Regions from separate parts of the Rattus norvegicus genome. Here region 2 is linked to region 1. The links are chromatin contacts, called in public Hi-C maps. All regions are on one chromosome and are shown on one strand. The core of a region is the stretch at or near the end of the contact, and the rest is flanking DNA. Distances in the headings are between cores, read along the strand shown. Region 1 overlaps Bach2 (BTB domain and CNC homolog 2). Region 2 overlaps Bach2 (BTB domain and CNC homolog 2).

Region 1 (5,530 bases), core at 885-3,384:
ATTTAAACACAGCCTCTGTCCTTCCTCTCTTCCCCAGGCTAACAGTCCACCCTCCCTCCATTGTGCACTGCATGCAGTGCTCACATGTGTGTATGCCCCTCTTTAAAGTATGGCCATAATATCCTTATAATGTACATAATAATGTAACCTGAGTGCTGTGGACACACACATAACTGCTTGGTCTCTGGAGCTTCCTGGTCACAATTAAGATACTACTTCCCCCAGAAAGCTACATAAAGGATACTTTGTATAATACCATGGCCAACACTCAGCCGGGCACTTGGTGAAGGGTGGCTTCTTTCCCAGAAGGGAGAAAAAGAATATGTCAATTAAGACATTGGCTATTAAACAAAATCCCAGTGGGAGATATGGGGTACTTTCTTACAAGTTGTTGATCAGAGATAACCCAGAGGCCCCCAAGACTGTGAACACAGGCTCTCGACATTCCTCTTGGGAGGCCACCAGAATCAGATGATGCCACCCTACTGTGGAGGACACCGCACATTTTGATCGAAAAAACGAGAGAGAGAGAGAGAGAGAGAGAGAGAGAGAGAGAGGGAGGGAGGGAGGGAGGGAGGGAGGGAGGGAGGGAGAGAGAGAGAGAGAGAGAGAGAGGGAGGGAGGGAGGGAGGGAGGGAGGGAGGGAGGGAGAGGGAGGGAGGGAGGGAGGGAGGGAGGGAGGGAGGGAGGGAGGGAGAGAGAGAGAGAGAGAGAGAGAGAGAGAGAGAGAGAGAGAGATCAAGCTGGAGAGAGAGAGGTCAAGCTGGAACTGGACTGGAAGCTTCCTCCGTGCTGGCAAGCACAGTGCTGCTAGAGAAGGAAAGTCATCAGTGCTTACCCAGCTGTGAACCTGTGAACCATGTCACCAGCCTCCTAGGCAAGTGACATTATTGTGCCACTGTTGCAATAATGGTGAAACTGTTATGGGGAGAGCTAGCTACTTTCCGACTGAATTTGAGCGCCCCCCCTGTAGGAGGAATTCACACTTAGTTTACGAACCTGGGCAAACTCCATGGTTATGTTGGTCATAGACCCAGCAGGGGAACTTACTACTGTTTGTTTTGCTAATTGGGCACAGCGTCAAACTGCACTCCCAATATTCATGCTAACACCCACAGATCAGCACGACTCTAAGCCTTGGTCAGAGAAGCTTCTGTCTGCGATGGGTGACAGTTAACGCAGGGACCCATCACTGGTCAGTGGGCTGAGAATGAGTGATTGTTGAATGTTCAGCCCTAAATGGGACTTCTATATCAATCCCTCTGAAACTCAGAGAACTCCAAGGAAGAGGAAGCAGGAAGATAGTAAGAGTTGGAGGGTGTGTAGTCTAGGGGGTGGGACATGGCCGTGGCACCAGTAACAAAAAGCAGCATGGCTACCCTCATAAAGATGAGCCTGCCAGTCCTCCCTCATGGACAGGAGGGAGGCTCGTAAGGCCTCGCCCCTCTCACAGGAGATGTAATACGTTCAAGGTCACATGGAGATGACAACCATATTCCTCCGTGGATACGCACTAGCGCACTGCTCTTGTGCAAGCAAATGATCTCACCCGTGTTCACCTCTAATCCAATGCAGTGTGTCTTACACACACACACACACACACACACACACACACACACACACACACGGAAGCATGGAAGGTAGGGGGGGACCTGAGGAGGAGAAGGGATTTGGTGATGGGAAGAGGCAGTAAGAGAGGATAACGAGGGGGCAGGGGGGCTTTGATCAAAGCACATTATATACATGTGTAAGATTATAAAAGAATGAATTTAAAGATGCTTCTCCGAGAAGATAACATGCAAAACAGGAGTCAGGCAGGTGGAGAGAGCGCACGATTTTCCCAGGCAGATGGAAAGGGTTTGGCAAGGACAAGGGAGCCGGGATGAGAAAATATGGTGGCACCAATTTTGCTTGTTGGTTCCTTCCCTCAGTTCTCCCGGACTTAACTTTCCAATCTTCTTCTGTCGGGGACGGGCACGCGGCAGTCGTCACGTTTGAAAGACGTATGAGTGGAGCTGACAGTCCCGTGTGACCTTTATTTGCTCAATCGAACACGAAATGGCAAACACTGGACTTGACAGCGGGTTTCAGACCCACTCTGTGCTACCTGGACGCACGCCCACTTCAGCGGACCTTCTGATCGGGAGAAAAGCAAACGTCACCTCAGGCATTGAATGGTGGTGAAAAGGTACTCAGGGTCATGACCTGCGGGGTCAGAGGTCAATGCTATCCCTCATTGGCTGACCTGGTAGACTTCCCTGAGCCTCTCTATTCAGCTGTGTCTGACAAGGAGGCATTTCGGGATTTTTGAAAAGTGGGTCAAAGGCAAAGTCATCTCAGGAGTGGTTTTTTTCTTTCTTTTTTCTTTTTTTCCCCCCAGTCTGGAGAGAGGACAAGCTTGGAGCCTTCCCTTTGCATTTCTGAGAGCTGCGCCACGGGATGAAGCACATTGTCACTTCCTTGCGCCTGCTTGTTCTCTGCCTGTCACTCTGCATTCAGCCGAGCCCACCTATTATATGAGAGAGCAAACATGTGCTCGCTCTGCCTTTAAGCCTCTGACAGGTGAACAAAGAAAAACACCTCTTAGCAGCCCTTCCTTTCGAAGAGAGAACAGAACTTTCGGTAAAGAACCCTAAACATCCCACCAGAAAGTCCCAAACAACCCTGAAAAGTGAGACTAAAACTACTAAAAGCTGACAGAGGGTAGCAAGCATTTCTTCCAGCCCACATTTGTCCTTCTAAAAAAAGCCAACCAACTACTGAAAAAAAAAAATCCCCCAAATGTATGAGATCTGACATCATTATCATATTTCCTGTCCTCACGTAGCTTATAAAAATGTGTCTGAGCTTTTCCCTGGCTCATTTACAAGGATGAGAAGGAGTAAAAAGGAAATGCCGCAGATGGCGGACGGGAGGGAGGGAGGGGCACTTCCATACTCTCTGTCATTTGTCTCCGAGGTAATTTATCTTGCTTGGGTGAGATTTCGGATTTTCTCAGAAGCACCAGTCGGAGGCTGGTGCCTCCTCAGGAGCCATGCCCCGGAGGCTCTCTCAGGGAGCTGCAGGTGATGAGAGATGCCTACGACTGTTTTTGTTGCTTCTCAAAGAGATCACCTTGGCTTCTCTCCGACCCTCCCAGAAGTGACTCTGCAAGGATCTGATCTGATCCCGATTTAGAGCTGACAGGTGGTACATGCATAATTAAAGATGACCTAACACAGAATGCGCTCACTCCTGGCATGTTATCAGACACTTAAGCAAAGCAATTATCAGGAGGCATCCTTCCTGTCAACAGAGATGGAGTCGAAACATTTCTTCAGTCAGGAGGAGTCTGCAATGGGTGCTGAATACAGGGATCCACAAACATGTTAAACTGGCAGCCAGAATAGTTTAATCGTATGTTTAATACTGTGACAGAGCACCTCTGGCCAGTCAACGTATGCGCCCCACCCTCGTCACATATTCCATATCAAAACTGAGACAATTCTGGGGTTCTGCCAGAGACACTGGCCTGAGTTAACAAGGGTGTAGGTCTATACACCAGGCCTCCCTTAAAGGCTCAATGCATACATAAAAACAGGTTCAACACTAAAATGTGTTCAAAGCAGGACTTCTCCTTCCCCATCCTCCAGCAATGCCACAGTGTTCAGAGAATTATCATCAAGCCCTAAAGCCTCATTACGAATCTAAGCAACTTAAAGTACCCCTTTATTCATTTGGAAGAAATAAATATTATTCAAAGAAAGGAGAGGGGTGGGTGAGATGCTCAAAAGGGACCTGCTGTCAGTCCTAACATCCGAGTTCAAGCCCCACGTCCTACATGGGAGAAGGACAGAACTGACTCCTGCAAGTTGTCTTCTGACCTCTCTGCATGTGTTCAGTGACATGTGCATGTGTGTGCACAGCATGCACACACACACACACACACACACACACACACACAGAGTGTAAAAAAAAATCAAAGAAAGAAGGCTTTCTTTTACCAAACAGATGGAGTTTCTACTTCAGGTAAGGAGGGGCGGGGAGACACGATTCAACGGAGCACTGTGATTTCTATAAATTATAGTTTGCACTTATATAAAGGAATGCACTTTAGTGTTCCTTAGAACAGAAATTGTCTGAATGCCATAGTGAGACAAGCAACTTTCCTCTCCTAAAGGGCTGTTGAGAAGGTAACAGGCATTGGAACCCAGGCAGAAACTGCCTTCCCCGAGACAGAGAACTTCCCAATGTTTGCAGTGCATAGTTCCCCACATCTCACAAGAGGGCTCATTGTTTAAATGCTTGCGTCCTTAAGTCATATCTGAACAATGTCTTCACTGTCCACTGTTACATGCCTGTGGGATCTCTGGTGGAGGGACTCTGTCCTTTGCATGTTTTCCTCTCTCATCTGCAGCAGTGGGGACCCAGGAACACAGCCATGCAAGGCAGCAGGTGTCACAGCACGAACACTGGCGTGGCAATATGAGTAAGGTGCTGGTGTGAGTAGGTTGACATCTGATGATGAATCCTGGTCTACAGAAGGTGCCGCTAATGCAGCCCTCAGAGGACAGCTGAGGAGTCGCTGGTGAACCAGGACTTCGACGGGACTCATTGCCTTGCAAGATGTGCCTGACTCAGAAGCCAGTCCATTCAGAATATTAGGGAGGAAACACCAGGTGTCCTTGGGGAAAACAGAATCAGGTGGCAGGTAGTGGGATCGTTAATGGGAGCTTCAGCAGGACGCAAAGCCCAGCTTCATTATATTTCTGGGAGCCAAGAATAGGTTCTGAATGAGTACAATCCTCCACAGACCTATTCCTCCTTAGGAGCTCCCCCTGCTCCCTTTCCAATTTTAATGCAAGAGAAAGAAGAGAGAACAGTCAGACCTGGGTAGGGCAGTGGGAACAAAGGAGGCTCTTCAGAATGGAGAGAAGCTAAAAGCATTTTAGATGCTGTCAAAGCTCTTTCACCAGGGTTCAGCTCACAAGAGCCTCTGGGTTGTCACCAAGAAGCCAGGAAAAAAAAGCCATGGAGTCACTTTGTGGTAAACACCAAGACACACACACATACAATTTCCCTGCTGATGCTGTGGACAGAAGGAGCGCACAGATACAACGTGCGTTGAAATGAAACATGATGGAAACAGGGACATGGCAGTGCGGCCGAGGCCAACTTCCCACACAGTAGCTGATGGGTAAGCGGACTGTGAGCCCAGGCTTCACGATGGCTCACCATGTGAAGCTTTTACACAGACGTCGCTTTGGAATCACAGGCTGACACCCACACCCGTGCATGGTGGGGATGGAGCCCAGGGCCTTCCTTGCATGTCCTGTGGACGTACTCTATAAGCTGCACCAGAGGCGCAGGTATGCTTGGATAAAATAGAAAACATGTCATATTTCATCAAGTTCTCTTCGTCCTGCCCTCCAGAACCTCGTTTTCCATGGTGGATTTACTAAGTCCCATGATGAAAGGAATAAAGTCTGTAACTATAGCTACAAAGCACAGAGGAAATCCCGCCCCTGATACGGCATTATTTTGGAAAGAG
Region 2 (5,530 bases), core at 1,747-4,246, 130 kb before region 1:
ACCCCCACTCCACAGCTCACAATCATCTGTGGCTTCAGTATCAGGGGATCCAATACCCTCTTCTGGCCTCTGTTGGCACCAGACAGACAAACACACAGATGCACAACCATACACATACAGATAAATAAATAAATAGATCTCCACAACAGTAAAGAGAGGATGGCACGGCTTTGGCTTTGGGGGTGTCTTCTCTGTTGTTTGATTTTGGAATGTATTATTTCCTAAGAACAGCGCCTACGGAGAGCTGACACAGGCAGTGGCACTTGTCTATAAACACAGAAGTGGAGGCATGAAAATTAGCGATTCAAGGTCATCCTTAGCTACACACTGATAGAGTTTGAGGCCAGCCTGGGCTACAGAAGACCCTAATTTTTTTAAAAAAATCAAACAATGAGTTTGTGCCTGATGCAAACTCAGGCTTTCTATCTCTAGGGTCTCATCAGTCTCCATGGGGCTTGAGGCTCAGGTCTGTGACGTTGAACAGCTTCTCTCTGCCCTTGCTAAGGCAGTGCTGATGGTGTGGGGACCTCTGCAGTTAGATTTGTTTCTGCAACTCCTGCAAAGGTACAACCTCAGCAATCTTAGCCCTTGGGAGGAGGTGGAGGCAGCAGGCATAAGGCTACCCTCAGAGGCCTGTGGAGTTAGAAGCCAGCCCAGGTCATTACACCCAGCTCACATTACTTTTTTCTCACATTCAATTTTTTGTCTTGGCCAGCAGATGGCGCTGTAAGTCTAAATGTCATGTGCCCCGCTAATCTTTAATACTAACATCAGCCCTGTAGACTAAATTTGCAAGTGTGTGTCAGGTGTGGTGTGTTACACCTTTAATCCCAGCACTTGAGGGGCAGAGGCGGGTGGATCTCTAAGAGTTTGAGCCTCGCCAAAGCTAAATACTGAGAGCTTGATTCAAGAAAACTCAAACCAGGGGTTGGGGATTTAGCTCAGTGGTAGAGCGCTTGCCTAGGAAGTGCAAGGCCCTGGGTTCAGTCCCCAGCTCCGAAAAAAAGAACCAAAAAAAAAAAAAAAAAAAAAAAAGTCAAAACAATCCAGGTGAGTTTAATTTTAGGAACCTGTCGTTTATCCCAACATAAAAAAATCTTTCTTGGGGTTGGGGATTTGGCTCAGTGGTAGAGAGCTTGCCTAGCAAGTGCAAGGCCCTGGGTTCGGTCCCCAGCTCTGAAAAAAAAAAAAAAAAAAAAAAAAAAAAGAAAAAAAAGAAAAAAAAGAGCCATCAGAGAAAGCATGTGGGCCTGGGTTTATTAGTGAAGAAAGCAACTTTCTGTTATGTTCAGAGGGTGGAGCGCCGAACCTGTGTTCTCAAGAGGTCAAGGATAGGGCCAGCCTGCCCTGAACTCAGGAATTATTTGTCGGTTGCATCAGATGACTGTCACGAGGCCCAGGCCTGGTATTTGCGTCTAGTTGGTCACCAGGCACAAAGGCAAGCACCCTAAAGAGTCAGTTGCCTTTCCTAGGGTTGGGTGAAAATTCTTTGTCAGGTTACTTCCTAGCTGTGAGCTTACTCCCTGTGGCGGTCACTGCTGAAGACTCCCAAAGGGCACTCTGCTGTGAAGCCTAGGTGGTGCGTGTGTTGCCATGACACCTGCAAAACTCTGACCCAAGACCAGGAAACTAGAGGGGAACGCATTACCCCACTGTGGGGTCAGGTCTGCTCTGAGCGTTAAAGAGGAGCCGCCAGGACAAATGGCTCCTTTTCAGGCTCTTGGGAAGGCTTCTGCCTGTGGGGCTGCATCTCTACTAGGCCTCTGATTATGTGGAGGGCTGCTCATTTCCCTTCTATAAGCTGTGGGTCACAGGCGCTCAGATCCTACATGGTGACTCAGCCGCACGGAGGGCATCAGTCAGAGGCACAGTGTTTGGGCATCACAAAAGCTGTGCACTCCTGGGGCCCTGGGGGATTTCTCTTTCCGCTGACAGTAGAGCCATCCTACTTTAGCTCCAGACGGTTATTTGCTTTCTCTCGGAAAGAAAACATGCGACGGCCCAGATACAGGGAGAGTCTAAAGGGCTTCCGCCCTAAGCACTACTGTATTTAAAGCCACCTAGACAGCAAACACAGACCAGGTAGATAGGATGGGAGGTTGGCAGGGGAAGAAAGGGAAAATCAACAACGGCAGTGTCAAAGTCCTTGGAGCAAAAGCAAAGGCCATATGAAATTTCATCAGGGCTGCCGCCATCCAGCTGTGTCTCTGGAAGAGGGTCAGTGGAGGAGAAAATAGTCAACCATACACCTTCTTTTCTATCAGGGGGAAGGGAACCCTCACTCCTGGGGGGTGGGTTTTGGTTTTTAGATCTGCTAGCCATACAGTAAGGAAGGATTTACATGGACCAGCAGGTGGGAGCACAGACACTTAACCATAATCCTTTGCTCTTTCCAAGCCAATGGGCATTCCTGAAGAGGAGGAGCAGCCCCAGGCCTTTGCAGAGGAATATTCTCACAAGCTTTTGTGTGCACAAATATTTCCCGCACAGGGCTGGAAACCAGGTAACGTGACAGGGCCTTGGAAGGCTGAACATTTCCCAGAAGGCTCATGCCTCTGCTCTTTCCTCAAGGAAGATTAGCACAACTTACACAATTGTGTTTTAGTCAATGCTCCTGCATAACATATCCTTCCGAACTGTACTTCTCATACGAGGTGTCTACTCTCCGGGTCCCTGGAGACTGCACAGAATACACAATATGACACAACGAGACATTCTGCCAACTCCAACGGTCACCGCCACCTGTCTGAGTGGCCCGCAGTTATATCCAGTGGGCTCTCTGGGCAGGGAGGCTGCACAGCTGTTGCACCTGCAAGGTTCATAGGTGACGAATCCCTTTAGTTGTGAACTGCTCTCGCTCTCCGTTAAGGCTCTGAGGAATAGCCACTGAGTCAGCAGGCCAAATGTGAAAGAGGGCACTACAGGCCACTGCTGTGGTTTGCACAATATGTTCCTGTTGGTCGTCCCAGTCTTGCCAAAGTGTTGACTCTTCCCCTGCCTCTGGAACCCACAGGAAGTGCAGGATTAGAGGTCATTTTCTCAGTATGAGACCTACGCTGCTCACCAGCAGTGCCCAGAGGAAGGTCAGGCTTTGTGGGAGTCCCAGCTCTTTAGCAGTGTGCGAAATAGATTCCTGCAGAGTAACCAGGGACCTTTTGACCTAGAGATGGCAAAGAGCAGAGGACCTTCTGAATGGTGCATGGAAAGCTAAAATCAGCTTTCTCAGCACATCTACAGAGAGATAAGAGAGAAAGCCTGGACCAGAGAGGCTGGGCAGGCTGCAGGGAGGCCTGGGATACAGTGCATCCTTCTCCTCAGACGGACAACTGCTTGGTAACGCCTGCCTACATCCTGTAGCCTAAGCCACTCTCCCCATTCCCAGTAAAATACAACTGAAACCCCAATTTCCTATAAAGAATTCAAATATGAGACACGAGAGGAACAGCTACCACTCCTAATGCTTGTACCGCCTTGGTGCGTTTCTCCACAACGCTTGCTCTGCACGGCTTTTATGGAACGATGTCAGGGACACCCTGCCCATCTCGTCCCACCAAGCTTTTAAACACACATTTCGCTTGCCCATTGCCTCTGGTTTGCTAGGCAGAGACTACTGCTACTGAAGAAGGAGGGTGGAGAAGTAGATTTGGAAGCAAAAGCCAAAACCAAGAATCTGTTTTCTCTATGAGTCCCAGAAGAGTGGACTGTGAAACCGTTCCTGCTTCTGTATTTATCAGACAGGAGCTGGAGCCACAGGCATACAGCACCAGGCTGAGTGTGCCCCTTGGAGACCATGGCAATGGTCTGGCTCTCCAAGACCAAGAGATGTTTCTGCACCACCGTCTTTCTGCTTGTGAATCCCAGGTATCCTGGGATTCACTTCTCAGGCCACAAGGAATTAGCTCTGTGGTCTCAGAGAATCCATTCTCTCTGTCCAAGACCGCTTGAGGTTCTGTGAGTCAGAGATGATACTTGATCCACTGGGCTTCTGGGTTTGCTAGGAAGAATAAAATCAGGGATCGCCTGGTGGCGAGGGGAGGTGTGTCTTTCCTTGTCATGTGACTTCCTCTTCCAGGCATAAAGCACTAGGAAATTCAAACACTGAGCATGTTCTAGACAGCATGGAAACATTGTTTTACTCACGAATACAGTTGACTCCTATGCTGCCATTCAAAGACATCTTTCTATTAAGCAGACCAAGTGCAGACGCTTGTGAAAACATTCTCCAGTCACTGAACCATAGACATAATTTTAAGAATCTTGCATGGAAAGCTATCAAGTCAGTTGGGAAGAAAAAGGGGTTCGGTGGGAGGGGGGAGGGGGATGAGAGGTGATAATTGGGGTTGAAAATGATCAATGTTTATGGTACGGTGGTACACACCTCCAATCCCAGCACTTGGAAGGTACAGGCAGGTTTCTGTGAGTTAGAGACTAGCCTGGTCTATAGATTCTGTTACAGAATAGCCAGGACTATGGAAAGAGACTCCCCTGCCTCTAAAAAAATACTGAAGTATATTATATTTGTGTATGAAATCGCCAGAGAATAATAGAACAATGATTTAAAAAAATATAAAAAAGAAAAGAAAAATGGCATCCACAGCTTATCCAAGTCAGCACTCTGGTGAGAAGAATTACTCATGGCTTCTCCGTACTATTTCACTGGTTGCTCTCCCCTCCCATCCCCTACATTTTGTTTTGTTTAGCACAGGTCCTTATTATAGTTATCTGCCACTGTACCTGGGCACTTTCATATATCTTTATTCCTTTCCAAATAACTTGCATGCCAATAAAGCAAGTCCAACTAGTCAGTACCTTTGGATAGGGAAACACACCATCTTCCTAGTGTTTCTTTATCAAACCCACAGCAGAACACTTTGGGAACTTACTCAGGCACGCACCACTTGGAAAATGATTGTGACTTTTGTTCAATTTTTTTAAAAAACAATATATATACATATATATTGTTTATATATATAATATATATGTATATGTATATGTATATATATATATATGACTACACAGTAGCTGTCCTCAGACACACCAGAAGAGGGCATCGGATCCCATTACAGATGGTTGTGAGCCACCATGTGGTTGCTGGGAATTGAACCCAGGACCTCTGGAAGAGCAGTCAGTGCTTTTAACCGCTGGGCCATCTTCCCCAGTCCTTGTTCAATTTTCAAAATCCGAAAGCAAACTTGTAAACATAAGGAGATGGCATGTCATATCCATTAGACAGACACACGGAGAAGAGCCAGTATTAGCAGTGAAGAAAAAACGTCTAATGGAGGGAATTCGAAACTGGTATGGCTGCCCTGGGAAATGGCGGAAGAGTCCCTCAAAGGCCACATGCAGAGTCACCATGTGCTACAGCAATCCCACTCAGAGGCACCTAGTGAATGAACTGGAAGCCTCCTCAAAACCCTTGCATGCAAATGCTCATGCCACCATTCTTCAGAAATATCCAGAAAGTAGGACCCACCAAACTCCTTTGGGCAATGAGGGATCAATAAAATGTGGCAGGGCTTAACAAAAT

Evidence for each region. Hi-C and Micro-C count contacts between places; a contact is called where the count stands out from the background.
Region 2: a contact with region 1 is called in a Hi-C map of hepatocytes, with 1.7 times the contacts expected there. The contact joins two enhancer-like sites. A contact is called at or near these places in 4 of 12 Hi-C or Micro-C datasets (hepatocytes, kidney, liver and 1 more).

What each region holds. Positions count from the first base shown.
Region 1 is chr5:51,629,860-51,635,389 of GRCr8, reverse strand. All of the region lies in intron 2 of Bach2 (BTB domain and CNC homolog 2), which reads right to left. Among named protein-coding and RNA genes, the nearest start is that of Bach2, 120 kb to the right of the region's middle. Within about 2 kb of position 2,134, at least 13 of the 93 cell types and tissues checked have an H3K27ac peak or open chromatin away from gene starts, as enhancers often do. A contact at or near this core is called in hepatocytes, where this site is marked.
Region 2 is chr5:51,761,342-51,766,871 of GRCr8, reverse strand. All of the region lies in intron 4 of Bach2 (BTB domain and CNC homolog 2), which reads right to left. Among named protein-coding and RNA genes, the nearest start is that of Gja10, 34 kb to the left of the region's middle. Within about 2 kb of position 2,996, at least 5 of the 93 cell types and tissues checked have an H3K27ac peak or open chromatin away from gene starts, as enhancers often do. A contact at or near this core is called in hepatocytes, where this site is marked.